Regions from separate parts of the Mus musculus genome. Here all the other regions are linked to region 1. A link is a contact called in public Hi-C and HiChIP or PLAC-seq data. All regions are on one chromosome and are shown on one strand. The core of a region is the stretch at or near the end of the contact, and the rest is flanking DNA. Distances in the headings are between cores, read along the strand shown.

Evidence for each region. HiChIP or PLAC-seq counts read pairs in DNA pulled down with a chosen protein or histone mark. A called contact is a pair of places that touch in the nucleus more often than the background predicts.
Region 2: a Hi-C map of CD4 T cells shows a contact between it and region 1, with 3 times the contacts expected there. The contact joins two enhancer-like sites. A contact is called at or near these places in 1 of 484 Hi-C or Micro-C datasets (CD4 T cells) and 1 of 9 other capture datasets (pancreatic islet).
Region 3: a contact with region 1 is called in a RAD21 HiChIP or PLAC-seq map of pro-B cells, with 3 times the contacts expected there. The contact joins two enhancer-like sites. A contact is called at or near these places in 4 of 15 datasets of contacts at CTCF or cohesin (CD8 T cells, the NIH/3T3 cell line, large pre-B cells and 1 more), 12 of 484 Hi-C or Micro-C datasets (CD4 T cells, CD8 T cells, Th1 cells and 9 more) and 9 of 115 datasets of contacts at active chromatin or transcription factors (the 230-238 cell line, CD8 T cells, DN3 thymocytes and 5 more).

The regions. Positions count from the first base shown.
Region 1 is chr14:78,429,777-78,434,511 of GRCm38.p6, reverse strand. No RefSeq gene overlaps it. Among named protein-coding and RNA genes, the nearest start is that of Gm30662, 100 kb to the right of the region's middle. Within about 2 kb of position 2,386, at least 49 of the 459 cell types and tissues checked have an H3K27ac peak or open chromatin away from gene starts, as enhancers often do. A contact at or near this core is called in pro-B cells, where this site is marked.
Region 2 is chr14:78,616,960-78,621,694 of GRCm38.p6, reverse strand. It overlaps Dgkh (diacylglycerol kinase, eta), which reads left to right. Exons shown (of 30, transcript NM_001081336.2): 9 at 1,821-1,923; 10 at 3,013-3,172. Among named protein-coding and RNA genes, the nearest start is that of Gm26251, 16 kb to the right of the region's middle. Within about 2 kb of position 2,539, at least 25 of the 459 cell types and tissues checked have an H3K27ac peak or open chromatin away from gene starts, as enhancers often do.
Region 3 is chr14:78,287,266-78,292,000 of GRCm38.p6, reverse strand. The region is part of intron 2 of Tnfsf11 (tumor necrosis factor (ligand) superfamily, member 11); the gene reads left to right. Among named protein-coding and RNA genes, the nearest start is that of Tnfsf11, 18 kb to the left of the region's middle. Within about 2 kb of position 2,095, at least 27 of the 459 cell types and tissues checked have an H3K27ac peak or open chromatin away from gene starts, as enhancers often do. A contact at or near this core is called in pro-B cells, where this site is marked.

The DNA.
Region 1 (4,735 bases), core at 1,137-3,636:
GGGATATCTCTTTTGTGGAGAACATTTTCTACAATCAGAGCAAGGCATGTTCTGCCTTGGAAGAGCCTACTTAACCAAGTAGTTTAGAGACAAGCTTATTGAGCAAGTAGACCCGTGAGACAATTCTGGTGGTATGATTGGAAATTGCTCTCATTGTACTGGGATCCAAGCTGACAATGGTCCACCAGGTGGAGACAGAGCAGAGCTCTGAAGACACTGAGACCTTAGAGCCAGCGGGGCTCGAGATCAACGGCACACAGGTATGCAAACCCACAGATTTCTTTCTTAGTTTATGCTAACTTGAGATTGAAAGTATCTCAGCCCATATGTGTAGGGTTTAGGGGTTCAAAGTCATTTCTCAGATGTTGATGAAATCTACTCCTCTGATACACATTCACCCATCTGGGCCCCACCTACTTATGCACGTCTGATTTTTAGACATTCTCAGCTGTTCATGAAACTCAATGGATAGGCACTGGCCTTTCTTTGGTTGCCTAAGGAGACCACAAAGCAGGGTGTCTTTTGGCTCAGGAGCCATCTAGGAAGTGGAGTCATTATGTTCCTTTTGCAGAAAGGGTCAGCAGCAGAGGATGTCCCTTCAGGACACCTGGTGTACAGCTCTCTCACTTAAGAGTGCCCACCTCCCCCCATCACTTGGCTCAAGAAGCCAGAGTACCTTTTCCGCAGTGAGACTGACTGAGAAGGCAAGAGCTCCTGACTAAGTCTTCACTCACCGTCAGCCTTGTTCTTGCTGTGGGGAAGAAAGAACTCAGAAGCCAAAAGAGCATAAGTGGCTTCGAGACTCTACAAAGAAGATGAAGGAAAATGTCTAGTGGCTTGTGCTCTGTGTAGTAGGGGGTGGGTGTCTGTGGAACAGGTAGGCTTTCTGGGAGTGACAGGGTAGAGATCTTCTAAGTGTGTCTTCTTCCATCAACAGTTGTGGATGTTCTTCGTCGAGGCCCACAGAACGGTAAAGCTGGGCACGGCATGTGCAGCTGGCATATAAAACCAACTAGAAGAAAAGAGGAGGACTGCTGGAAGACCAGGACTTTGTTCTTTTCCATAAGTCACAGTCCAAGGGTAGCCCGAAGTCCTACTATGGGTGCCACAACAACACAGACTATCTTTAGGGAGCAGAACACGGGAACCTTAGGAGGACAGGACAGCCAGTGACAGGGAGGTGGTGTTTTATTAGCTAGAAGGTCTTTGAGGTGGGCGAGCAAGGCATGGATTGTAGGGAGACTCTAGACCTCTGGTCCTGACCTGGGTGGAACAGGGAGTGCTGGAGTAAGAGAAATCCTACAGAGAGGTGATGGGATTGCCCACTACAAAGAGGGCCCAGTATGCAGAGCCACCACTGACATTGAAGCAGGAAGGGCACTTGGAGCCCTGGGAGAACAGGATCTCTATCTCTCTGTTCAGGAGGGAGATGTGACTGCCTGTGAGGCTGTACCTTCTGCCTATTTTTTTACAGTGCACAACCCATTTCTTCTGCCACCCTTGGCTTTTAATCCCAAAACAACCAGGGAAGCCGTTAGTTCTTAGTTGCTGTTCAGTTTAAGGCAAACAAACCTGGGCAGAGGGCAGACATGGCTCTACCCCCACTGCCCTGACTCCTCTGTGCCCTGCAGCTCTTTGCATCCAATTCCTTTTTGAGAGCTGAGGTTAGGTTTGCATTCCTAACCGAGAAAAACCCCACTCTGTCTGCGGTGTGCCAGGATTCTCTTCTGTCTCCTGTTGCTGGCCTCTGCCCCACCTGAACAGCTAGCTCTTTTGGCTGGCCTTTGTTGACACCCACCCCCACCCCAGTGGGGAGTTTTGGAAGGTTTCATGACACTCATTCGCTTCATTAATTCTATGCTTAGAAAAGAATGGGAGGATGTCACTCTAGGAATGTCTTTTATGACACATTTGAGACCTTTGAGAGATGGGAACAAAGGGGACAGCAAAACACACACTGTAAATTATTCATTTCATCCACTCCATCTGAATAATATGTCTGTGTGATGCTCCAAGCTCAAAAACGCAGAGCCAGAGCACCTAGCACAGTAGTCCATGCAAGCATGTGCCTCACAGACCCAACAGCATGCCTCACGGGGCTAAGCAGAAATGAGAGAAGCCTGTCCATTCTGATGCTCATAAGAGCTCCAGGCTGAGTCTCTCAGGAAGCTGTTCAGATGTTCTTAGAATATCCATTTAAACAGGGCTCTTGGGGCACAGACAGATGCAATTTCATTGTGGATCTTTGCAGATACGTGGTGTGTCTCTGTAGGTACCCAAACCTGGAGTCAGGCATGAAGTTGGAGGGCCTTAGTCGATCTATGCATGGTTTGTCAGTTGCTTTGTTCCGGGTCAGGGAAATGCTTAGCAGCCTATTTTACAGTCTTTCTTAGAACCGGGTGTCTGCCACCAGCAGCACTTCCTGTGTCGAGCCAGCATCTGCATGGTCTTCTGTGAAGAGACTTCCTTTATGGTACCTGGGGCAGATGCTGCCATGGTCATAGGAGTCCTCTGAGTTTTCCCTGTGATGAGGGGCTAAGGCTGGCTGGCAGGACAGAGTTTCTGCCTCACCATTGTGCTAGTTGACCGAGTTAGCTAAAAAAAAAAAAAATCCTTAAAACACTCCCAGAGCATGTTTTCATTTTTTATTTTTTTGAGAGATGAATATTCTAAACCATGGACGCTATAAAAGAAAAGGCTACGGCTTTTACAAAATTGGCCATGTTGCATGTCTTTTAAAATAATATTTAAAAGGCTAGAAATTATGGTTACAAAAATATCCCTGCTAATAGTTTACTGTTTGGTTTGAGTGAGTTTAGCTTTGAGGTGTGGTAGCTCTGGAAATTTATTGTGAGTCACTACATAATAACCGGCTGCACCATCAGGCATCAGCCCACACACAATTTTCCAGCCCTGAACTTTCAGTGTTTCCTACAAAATGAAAATAATATAGTCTCGTGTTTTATTCTAGGGATGGGGCGGTTGGCACTGCTTTAGGCTATGCTGAAGATTTGTGAATTTGATGTCTCCTATCAAATTAAGATGTATTGAGGAAGTATCTAGTTTTTAGTTGGCAACACAAACCTCCTGTAAGGAAAAACTATGCAAATGCAGTCTAATGTCTGGATGCTGATTTCCTCTTCTGTGGGTTATTGCTTGACCTGGACCATCATCCCTCTGAATGGCCAGCCCAGCTCTTGGAGTCATAATTACACATTGGAAGAAAGGCTAACCCAGAAAACACAGATGGTTCTCTTTCTGTATGTTTTATTTATTTATTTATTTATTTATTTTTGCCTTTCTTTTCCTTGCCGTCTGCTCTGTTTCTGGAGTTAGAGAATCATGGTTGTACTTTCTTCTATGCCAAAGCAAAGACACCATTATGCAAGGAGTAGTACAGAGAGGTTTTCTTCTCTCTCTGTTCCAGAATCTTAAGTTTTAATGGTTGCTCAGTTATAAATGAGCCCGTGTCTTAGTTACTTTACTGTTGCTGTGACAAAACATCATGAGCGGAAAAAAAATGTTTAATGGATTTATAGGGTCAGAGGGTTAGAATCTATGATGGGGGAGCAAGGCATGGTGGCAGGTGGCTGGAGAAGCTGATGAGAACTAGCATCTTGAGAGAGAGAGAGAGAGAGAGAGAGAGAGAGAGAGAGAGAGAGAATGAGAATATTGGGAATGTCATAAAAACCTCAAATCCTACCTCCAATGACACACCTCTTCCGACAAGGCCATACCTTCTAATCCTTCCCAAACAGTTCCACTTTCTGAGAACCAAGTATTCAAACATAGGAGCCTATGGGGGGCTCATTCTTATTCAAACAACCACAGTATGGAAAGCCTCAAGTATTTCCTGAGTGCCTTGTTTTATCCGGGGTACTTTATTCTGAACCTTTGCTCCATCTGTGATATATTCTTATCTCATCAAAACCCATCTTAGCCTTCGGCCTTCTGCTAGAATTGCTCCTTCCTTGATATCCCAGCTTGATGTCTCTGTTCTTCCTCCTGTGAAATCCCCATGAAGTTTACCCTATACATATGTTTTCGATGTTTTATTTTTAATATACTGTCTTTGCACATGTTGTGTCTTCTTTTCTATTAGTATATACACTAACTTTAAAGGGTGGGGAATCCTCTCCACACAGTTTTGAAATTTGCTATAGTCTGGGTCCTAAATGTGCCCCAAAGCCAACGAATTAGCAGTTTGGTCTTTTGGAATGTGCTTTTGTGTGGTGATGAACCTTTAAGAGGAAGAGCCTAGTGGGAGGTTTTTAGATCATTAGAGGGGGATGTTATCAAAGGAGGTTATAGATCCACCCATTTTATCTTTTGTTCCTTTGCCATGAGGTGAGTAGTTCTGACCTGTCATCCTATGATCCTTACCACGTGTTCAAAACAAACAAGCAAACAAACAAACAAACTAACCAATTAACAAAAATAGATGAGCAAAATTGCTTATGGATAAGACCCACCAAAACAAACCATTTCTGTTTATAAATTTATTATCGCAGGTGTTTGTTATAGTGATACAAAGTATCTAACACAGAATCTCATAGTCTAACATGTGTGACTGACTGCTTAAGACATTACGTGTGGTTATGACTCTCACTTAGGGCAAAGCATCTGGGAGACACGGCATTTTCTTTTTCTTTTAATATATATTTTTTATTACATATTTTCCTCAATTACATTTCCAATGCTATCCCAAAAGTCCCCCATACCCTCCCCCCACTTC
Region 2 (4,735 bases), core at 1,290-3,789, 190 kb before region 1:
TGTGCCTGGTGCCCATGGAGGCCAGAAGACAGCTGTGCCAGATTCCCTGGAAGTGGAGTGACAGGAAGGTTCTAAGTCCCCTTCCCTGTGCTGGGAACCGGGCAGCTCCTGCTCTCAGCCACTCCCCGTCTCTCCAGCTCCTGGTACAACCTACATTTTAAATCTTCCTTTCACCTGCCATTTCTTTTGGGGGCTCCGTGCTCCTCCCGATTCCTGCTGCCTCTGTCAGCTGTGCATTTATTGCTGCTTCTCTCCTCTGGGGCTTAGCTGTTCATTTCTGACTTTTCGAAAGCACATCGATATGTGCTGAATGGTTTCATAGAGGCTTTGTGCAGGTTGTCTTCCTCTGCAGTGTGTGTGTGTGTGTGTGTGTGTGTGCATTTAGAAAAATAGTATAGAATGGCATTGCTGTTATAGGTGATGCATGTTGGCTTTCTGGAATGTCTTTTTTTCTCTGTTCTTCCCTGGCAAACTTAACTGTGACCTTAATTATTTCCACCCTATCCCATGTCAGTTACACATGCTGGCCTCTCTCGCCGTTCCCTGAGACGGCTGTCTTGGCCTCATACATCCTATATGCTTTCGCTGACGGTGTGCTTGCTTTGCATGAGTCATTGTACATGAGGATGCCCAATGCTTGCTACTGTCATCTAAAGGGCCAACAGAAGCCGGAAGGTCTACCACCCTGGTGGTTCGACGTGTACTGTAATGAACAGAGTCTGTCCATGTTAGCCCTGCTCTCCCCAGGCAGGGTTGCGCGGATCTCTTTCTGTGCTGCTCCACGATTCTCACACATGTTTAATTTTGAAACCGTCTCACCAAGCAATGGTTTAATCTCAGCACTCAGGAGGCAGAGGAAGGTGGATATCTGAGTTCCATGCCAGCCTGGTCTACAGATGGAGTTCGAGGATAGCCTGGGCCACACGGAGAAACCCTGTCTTGGCAAACAAAACAGAACACCCTCAGAACTACCTGTTCATGTTAATTTTTCTAGAAAACATTTTTTTGTTAATGATTATGTCATAGTTGAGAATTGTCCCCAGATAGGTCATCGGGAGAATGAAAGTCTTCATCACATTTTAGTTATCCTCCTGAAAGGTTTGGCTTAGTCAATGCATGTATGTCTTAAAGGACCAATTAAATAAAGCCATATTCAGTCAGTGTCCGTGGAACGTCTGCTTGACTAGCTGACATGTTTAAAAGGCTCTGTAGATGGGCACACAAGCTATTCTGAGAAGCCACGCTCCACCATGGTGAGGTAACCCTGTGTTTCCTCGCTCAGAATGTCTCTAGTTGGCTTGAGTCTTCTGCTTCTTTCTTGCAGGGCAGTGGTCTAGCTGAGGAAGGAGTCATGCATGTGCTTGTATCAGCACACATAAATACATAAGCTAAGATAAATTAGACTAGGAGGTTGTAGGATCACTGCAGAAAGAGCTTGCACATGGCAGATTTTATTTATTTTTATTAAATTTTATGACCATGACATTGAGATACTGTCCCTCCATCCTTCCTCTTTCTTCCCTCCCCACTCTCCCTCTCTTCCTCCTCCATATCATCTCTTCCGGCTTCCCTCCACTAAGCATGCACTCACTACATAACACTTACTTTAGATAACCATAGGAGTAGACTGCTCTGGGCAGAGTCACTCACATACAGTGCAAGCTTATTTCCCAGAAGGGTAAATACACCTTCAGTGGTTTCCTAAACACTGAACATTTTGTGATGATGTTGATCCTGAACAGACAGGTCTGTCGGGGTCATTTATCACGTGTTGGTTTGTTGTTTTTACAGTTCTTGAAGGTTTCTTTGTTTATTGTCAGGTGCACACTGCCTGCAAAGATGTGTACCATCCCGTCTGTCCCCTTGGCCAGTGTAAAGTCTCCATCATACCTCCGATTGCACTAAATAGCACAGACTCTGATGGTACGTAGCAGTAGTAAGTATGTGTATTTCTAGCGTATTTACTGTTGATTGAATTTCATATGATACATTGTAATTGATTATTCTGGTCAGTTTTTATAAATGCTGGACGGTATATTTGGTTGCTTAATTAGTTGATTCTTGTGATGCTGGGCATAAATGATCCTGAAGAGCTAAGCATACGTCCAACCACAGAGCTACATCCCCAGCTCAAATGAATATTTTGAAAGGAAAGTTGTAGTGCAGCCATTAACACTTTGGCCAGATCATTGTACACAAGACTTGCAGGTTATTGGTTTTTGTTTTTTTTCACATCCCAACAAATGAAGGGGGACCGTCATTTTGTACTGAACTCCTGAAAGGTTAACGTGTCTGTGTTCTCTCACCATAATTGAAACTGCCCATTAGCATGGGCTCCTATTAAGATTTGCTCTCCTGTCATTTAATTGCAGGAATCTGTATTCCTCTAAATGCATTTGCTATTTCTAGAATCTGGCCAGGGCTTAACTGTAAGTGCAGAGGAGACTTTGTGACATCACCGGTTTTAGAATGGGACACTCGTTACTTCCTCCTCTGCACGCCACGTTACAAATGGCTTCTGCAATGTGTCGTTTTAGTCTTCTGTTGTGCTTCCTGCACAGGCGTGTAACAGCTGTGCAGATGGCTGCGAAGCTCAGGGGATGTGTTCTTGACAGCTCTCCCCACCCCCAATAGATCCTTCATTCATTTTAACGTATTTTCTTAGACCTATACAAAGAACAATTAGAATATTGTAAAATACCAAGTATGGGCATGAGTCGTTTGAGAACTGTAAACCCTTAGCTTTCCTTTCCTTATCAAGATTGGTAAGGTTGGTGGTTATTGTCTGTGATGTGGTTCCTCACTGCAAAGTATATGCTAAAACATGAGTTTTAGATTGCTAGGATGCAGATACTGAACCGTTTAGCCAGGGGACTAGGTTACGGTGATGCGCCAGCATTAAGGAAGGAAGGTTCCTTGCTTTCACCCATTTTTCTTCCTTTTCTGAATACCTATTAATAATTGAAGAGAGAAGAAGTGCATATTAATCTTGTCCCGGGCTTGTTTTTGCAGGTTTCTGTCGAGCAACCTTTTCGTTCTGTGTCAGCCCCCTCTTGGTGTTCGTCAACTCTAAGAGTGGAGATAATCAGGGAGTGAAGTTCCTTCGTCGCTTTAAACAGTTGCTCAACCCAGCTCAGGTGTTTGATTTAATGAACGGAGGGCCTTATTTAGGGTAATTCATTTATGATAAATCCTACTCGAGTAAAATTCAGTTCTAAGCATGAGAGAGATGTGCCTGGCTCTGCTGCTCATGAAATTAATGTCCAAGCTAGGTGGTAGTGGCGCACAATTTTAATCCCAGTACTTGGGAGGCAGAGACAATTGGAACTCTGCCTTTGGAGGTCCAGGACAGCTAGGGCCACACTGAGAAACCCTGTCTCCGAAAACCAAACTAAACCAACAAACCTAGAAAAATTACACTTTCCGTTAGACATCTTTGTTGCTCTCATGCGTCCCTACATTTGAGCTTTGTCGACTTTAGGTTCAGTATTGTTCTTTTTGAATGGTGCTGGTGATTGACTCTATAGAAGAGCAGGCCCTCCTCATTAAGTTATGGCTCTAGCTTAACTTTCTCTTTATCTGTTGTTGTTTGTTTGTTTTGTTTTTTTGCTTTTTGAGACAGGACTGTGAGGCCCTGGCTGAAGTCTGTGAGAACTAGGCTGGCCTGGGACTTACAGGGGATAGCTTGTCTCTCCCTCCTGAGTGCTGGGATTAAAGATATGCTCCTTAATTAGAGATTTTAACACAAAACTTCCTGATGTTATTCAGCTTTCTGATATCAATTCCAAACTTGTTAGCCTAACTTTCAAATTCTAAAATGTGTACAAAAGTATTTTAAGTGTATGTCACATAAACTTGCATAGATGTAAAATACAAATATCAGAGACTTATCTTCATAGAAAATACACACACAGTGCATGACCTAACTAAAGGGGGTCTGTTTAGTACTTCAGCCCGGAAGGGTCTTGGGCTGACCTTGATAAATGCTAAGGGAATTTTGTTGACCGTTCTGTGATGCTGTATAACTTAAAGTCTAAACATGACTGTGAACTGCCTGACATTTTCACTGTGAGGATACACCTTAGGTCCTTCACCCCCTTTCGGTGACTGTGTGTGATGGTATATGTATACATTTTCTGTGGGGGTGGCGGATGTCTTCTCATGGAGGACTCCTGTATTCTCTCAGTCTCTGAGTGTCTCTCCTTGTGTGATTTCTGGAGGTTATTGGTGGAGGACCTAAGGTTTACTAAAGGTCAGTGGGTATGGACAGAATGACATTAAGGGGAGACATTAGTCAAAGGAAGAAGGCATGTGACTGGGAGGAGGGGAGGATGCTGAGAGCTAGGCATTGGTGAGGGCTGGCAGGTGTCTTTAGGAGCAGCCAAGTGTCCCCCATGTTGTATTTATAAAAAGAGAGAAGGAATATGTTTTGGTGGATGTGTGGTAAGGTGTGGGGTAAAAGGGGTGTCCCTGGGGGCCCATGCCGAGGCATCCCTTCCCCCTGAGGGACCAGCCACATGGAGGTATAGTATAGAATAAAGTTTATTCAGTGTATGGAGAGGGGAGTTAAGAGAGATGGGGGAGGGAGAGGAGGAGTAGAGAAGTAGAGGCCAGCCATGAGCATGTGTGGGGGGGGGGGGAGAGGACAGAGAGGAAGCAGGAAAGCAAGAGCAAGGTGGGGGCTCGCAGCCCCTTTTATAGTGAGTCAGGCACTCCTGGCTGTTACCAGGTAACT
Region 3 (4,735 bases), core at 846-3,345, 140 kb after region 1:
ATACCCCCCCTCCCCTTTAAAAATGCGTAGCATAATAGAAGACACTTTAAAGTTGGGCTTTTACGAAGACTAATACCGCTGTCATAAGGCATTTGCTAAATCAAAGCCCAAGGAGACCTTTAACCACTGCAGAAGCTTCCTCATTTAAACCATGAAGGTTAAACAATAAAAACTAATTTTCTATTCCCAGAGTACCCATTGCCCTTCCAGGAAAAGCATCACTCTTCTTTATGAAAACAAGGACGCATAGCTCCTCGGGCGGGCTCTCGGTGTAGAAAGTACATCAGCAGTTGTAGAACGTCTCTTCTGCTCACTCCTGGAAGAAATGGTACCCATGTGGCCGTCACGGCCAAGTTCTTCACCAGGAGCTTTCAAAGACGTCCATGGCATTGGCTCAGAGAGCAGGAGGAGGTCCGACCCTCAGGTTCAGTGGGTTAGAAACCCCTTCTGCCTTTGCCCTCTCCTTCTTTTCCTGAGCTGCTGGACTTCATCCCTCCCTCATGGGGATGGTGAGGAGTTGTGTTCATTCTGAGAGCTCTCCCGGGGCTAAGGTGAGGGGCATCTCTGGTGACAGAAGAGGGCTCTACAGTCTTAGCTTTGGGGACTCAAGGACTCCACCTAAGGACCTGCACCATCTTAACTAAGGACAAATAACCATCTCTCTCTGGGTATGAGCTTTAGGGTCAGGGAGAGCCGAGATAAGGATTCTAAGTCCTGCTCTGGCAGGGGTTGTACAGCGACACGGTAGTTGCTCTTCCAGTTCTTGGAGGTGAAAAAGCTTTGTGCCTAAAGATGACTCACTGAAGGTACCACTAGGGCATTCTGGCTAGGTACAAGACCAAACCAGGAACGATACACCTTGCAAGTCAATGGGGAACCAAAACAGAAACAATATTCCTTGCATGTTAAGGGTTCTTTTTGCATTTAAGGCAGTTAAAAATAAGTTCCTGTTTGTCCTATGTTAAGCCCTTGCAAATTAAGGTTTCTATTTGTAATTAAGAATAGGTTTCTGTTGATAAGTTATTTCTCCGCTGGTCAAATGAGCCAATTCCAGCCAGATTAGATTATATTAAAGAAAGGTTTGTTGGGAAGCTACTCTTGGGCGAGTTCTCTGGCCCCTGGGAAGGAGGCCAGGGAAGTCGCCATTGGAAGAGAGAGAGGAGAGGGGGGAACTAAAGAGAGAAAGTGTGCATGAACAGAGAGAAGGGGAGAGAGAGAGAGAGAGAGAGAGAGAGAGAGAGAGAGAGAGAGAGAGAGAGAGAAGAGAGGGAGGAGAACAAAATGTGTGGATTATATAGAGAAGAGCCCCTAAGGGAAGGGCAGCCCAGCCCCTGGGCTGGAAAGTTCACGGTTGGGGGCAGAGTATGCCAGCTAGGGACTGAGGGATGCTGGGAGAACCTGGAGGCCAGGTCTGCTTTGGTGTGTAAGATAAGCATCTCAGTCCCTTGACCCAGGATCTGGAACCAAGCACCCATTTCTTAAATCTGATGTAAACTGCAACCCCGTGTACGTGATGTACACTGTACCCTCGTTCCATCCCTATCATTCTTTCTAACAATGTATATAATAGCCAACTCTCACCCCTGTGAACACCTTACCTCTTCTTAAAAAAAAAAAAAAAGGAATTTCATGAGGCCAGCAGGGGCTGCTCTCTTGAATCCTGAGACTTAGGGTGAGTCATCTGGCTGACGAGTTCGTGGTGCATCCCAAACTACAGCTTGCTTGCTTTAATTGGACAATCGTGGATTTGGTCTTTTCTCCTCAAGATTCTCAGGTTTAGCAAAAGGAGCAGCAGGTATCAATGGTGCCCATGAATGGGAAGCCAGGTTCTGGCACCCGGCACCATCAGAAGCAGCTCCACACAGTACTGCCGGCATCTACCCACAGTGCTGCCAGCATCCTTGAGGGAGGAGGTGGCCCACAGGGGAGGAAGAGCTATGAAGCCAGGCAGTCAGCTCAGTTAACAGCTTATTGCTTTCTCTACACCCAAAGACTTCAGATAGCAAGTGTTCCAGTTTTCCCCTTGACCAAAACAGTTTCTAAGTCTTAAGATGTGGAAGGACAGTGGGATACGCCTTGCAAAATTCCTATCTCCTAATCGTGTACTTGGTTGCTTTGGCAACCAGCTCCCATCCCTTGAGTTATCTCATTGGCATGAATAGGTCTGGTTGAAAAAGGTTTATGAATAACAGAAGATGCTCCTATCCCCCCTCTCCCTCCCTCCCTTCCTCCCTCCTTCTCTCTCTCTCTCCCTCTCCCTCTTCCTCCTCGTCCTCGTCCTCCTCGTCCTCCTCGTCCTCGTCGTCCTCCTCCTCTTTCTTCTTCTTCTCTCTGTCTCTCTGTGTCTCTCTGTCTCTCTCTCTCCCTCCTCCTCCTCCTTCTCTCTCTCTCTCTGTCTCTCTCTGTCTCTCTGTCTCTGTCTGTCTGTCTGTCTGTCTGTCTCTCCCTCTATCTATCTTGCAATATCACAGAGGCCCAGTCGTGAGGGGGCCTTATAAACCTTAGGACTGTACTTGTTCCTGAAGTCACCAAGTGATTTCAAGAAGAGGAGGGACAAGTTCCCCTTGTACTTAAGATGCTTTTTCCTGCCACCATCCATGCATCTGTCTGTGGCACAAAGACTGTGAGATTAGGTAGGAAGAGGCAATTGTCTTCCTGAGGAGTGATGGGATCTTGATGCTGCAGCCTGGGCCCGGGAGGAGGAGATAGGATTTCTGAGCTATTTACCAAGTAGAAGTCCACAGGACTTCCCAGCAGGAGTGGGAAATGGACTATTCATTTCCAGAAAGAGCCGGGAGTGTGGCATTCAAGTGCTAACTGGCTGATGAATGCACTATTCTTGTAACTAGGTTGGAGAAGAATTACATGAAGGGTATCATTAAGATGTTAAAATGAATGCATTACATATGTTAACAAGTGTATGAACCCTGTATTATATCTGGCAAGCGGGGTGTTAAATCCTTGTTCAACCAGCCAGATGTCCCTGCAGCTGCTGTGGTATTGCAGAGGGAGGCAGCCACCTGAGACCCTTGCTACTGACTGCTGCGATAGTGTCTAGTGTCGGGAGCATCTGGCTGTACAAATTGCTTCTCCCGTGATTTGATTGACAGGTACCAATGGATCACGTGATTCCTATCACAGTCCAAATGGGATTTCAGACTGATAAACCCAGACTCCAATAACTTGACCTTTTACATGGAACCTAGGCAGCTGGGACATATATTTTTATTATTTAGAAGGATGGTATCCAGATTGCAGTCAAACAAACATAAAACCAATTTAATCTTATATACTCGGGGTCTTGTTCCTAGTAGTTAGTTATTTGGCAGTTTGTAAAGGCGGTTTAGAAATTGGTTGGAAGTGTTGAAATCCCTAGAGCCAGCCAAGGACTTTCAAGTACAACTCAGAGTTTGGTATTTATTCTTACCAGTGTGGCCTCCCATAAGTGGGCCCAACTTCTCAAGATGAGCAGCTATTTCCTGGGTTTGGAAAAAAAAAACCAACAAAAAACCAACCCTCCTAAATCATTTAAAAGGCCATGCAGGGGTCTGAAGGGAGCTAGGTCCTAGGAGACTGGATGCTTTCGCTATCACACTCCTGGGAACCACACTCTTTTGGATGTCCTGTTTAAGAAAAGTCGCACAAAGTCAAGACCACAGTTACACAATTGATCTTTTGTATGCCGTGCTCCCTGGAGGAGAGATTGTGAAATCCCAGCATTTTTTCCTATGAGTTAAACTACAGTTGAAATTAAGAAAAAAAATCAAATCAGTTGTTTTCATGTCTCTGCAGATGTACTCTGACAGAAAAGATGAAAAAAATTAATGTAATCTACTTTGACAGAGCACTCAGTGTTGAAACTTCCCCATTGGAAAACCTGGGACTGTCAATTGGGACAATGTCCACTAGGTGGCACTGTGTCCGAACATTTATCCTTGACTTGGCTGCAATTTTGGGGGGGGATGCCCACTTTATTCACTTTCCTCTTTTCCTTCTGTCTTGTTCCCTTTCCTTGTTCTGTTAAAGGAAGCTGTTATCGTTTTGGCCTAAATTATGCTTATCTAAAAATGAATACATCTTTTTGAAAAGACTACTTGTTACAGTTTGACCATAAATTCGTTCATTAATTCATGGTATTTCTTATTAGCTCTCACAAGGTTAAAGATTCTTGTTGTCCTGGATAGTTTATACAAATCAAGATAGGTGTGTGTGTGTGTGTGTGTGTGTGTGTGTGTGTGTGTGTGTGTGTGTGTGCGCGCGAGTGTGTGTGTTTCGCAGGTAGCTGTGTTCTGGGAAGGCAGATTGTTGATCTTCTAAGATAGGGAAGTCAGGTAGAAAACTGGGTTTTCTAGAGCAAAACTTGATAGTGGGATCTAGGCAAGGGGGGTGGTAGGGAGGGAAGAGGACTCTGCTCTGTTCCACACTCTAAGATCTGTCCAGGCTTCTGGGATGTTTATTCTATGCGTTTCATATAATTCTAAAGGATACTACAAGGGAAAACTTGGTTGGCTGAAAACATAAGGCGTTACTATGTTTCAATGTGTGGGATAGAAATGTAACTCTTTGAGTGGACCTGACTCATGAAAACACTCATTTAGCAATCCCGTTTCTCAAAGCATGCTGTGGGTTAGAGTCCACCTTACAGCATCTTTGGAAAATATCAGTGCGATTTGAGACCAATGGCTGTGAGTTGGACCAGGGCGACTCCAAAGTTTCCACTGAATTGCAGCTGTGT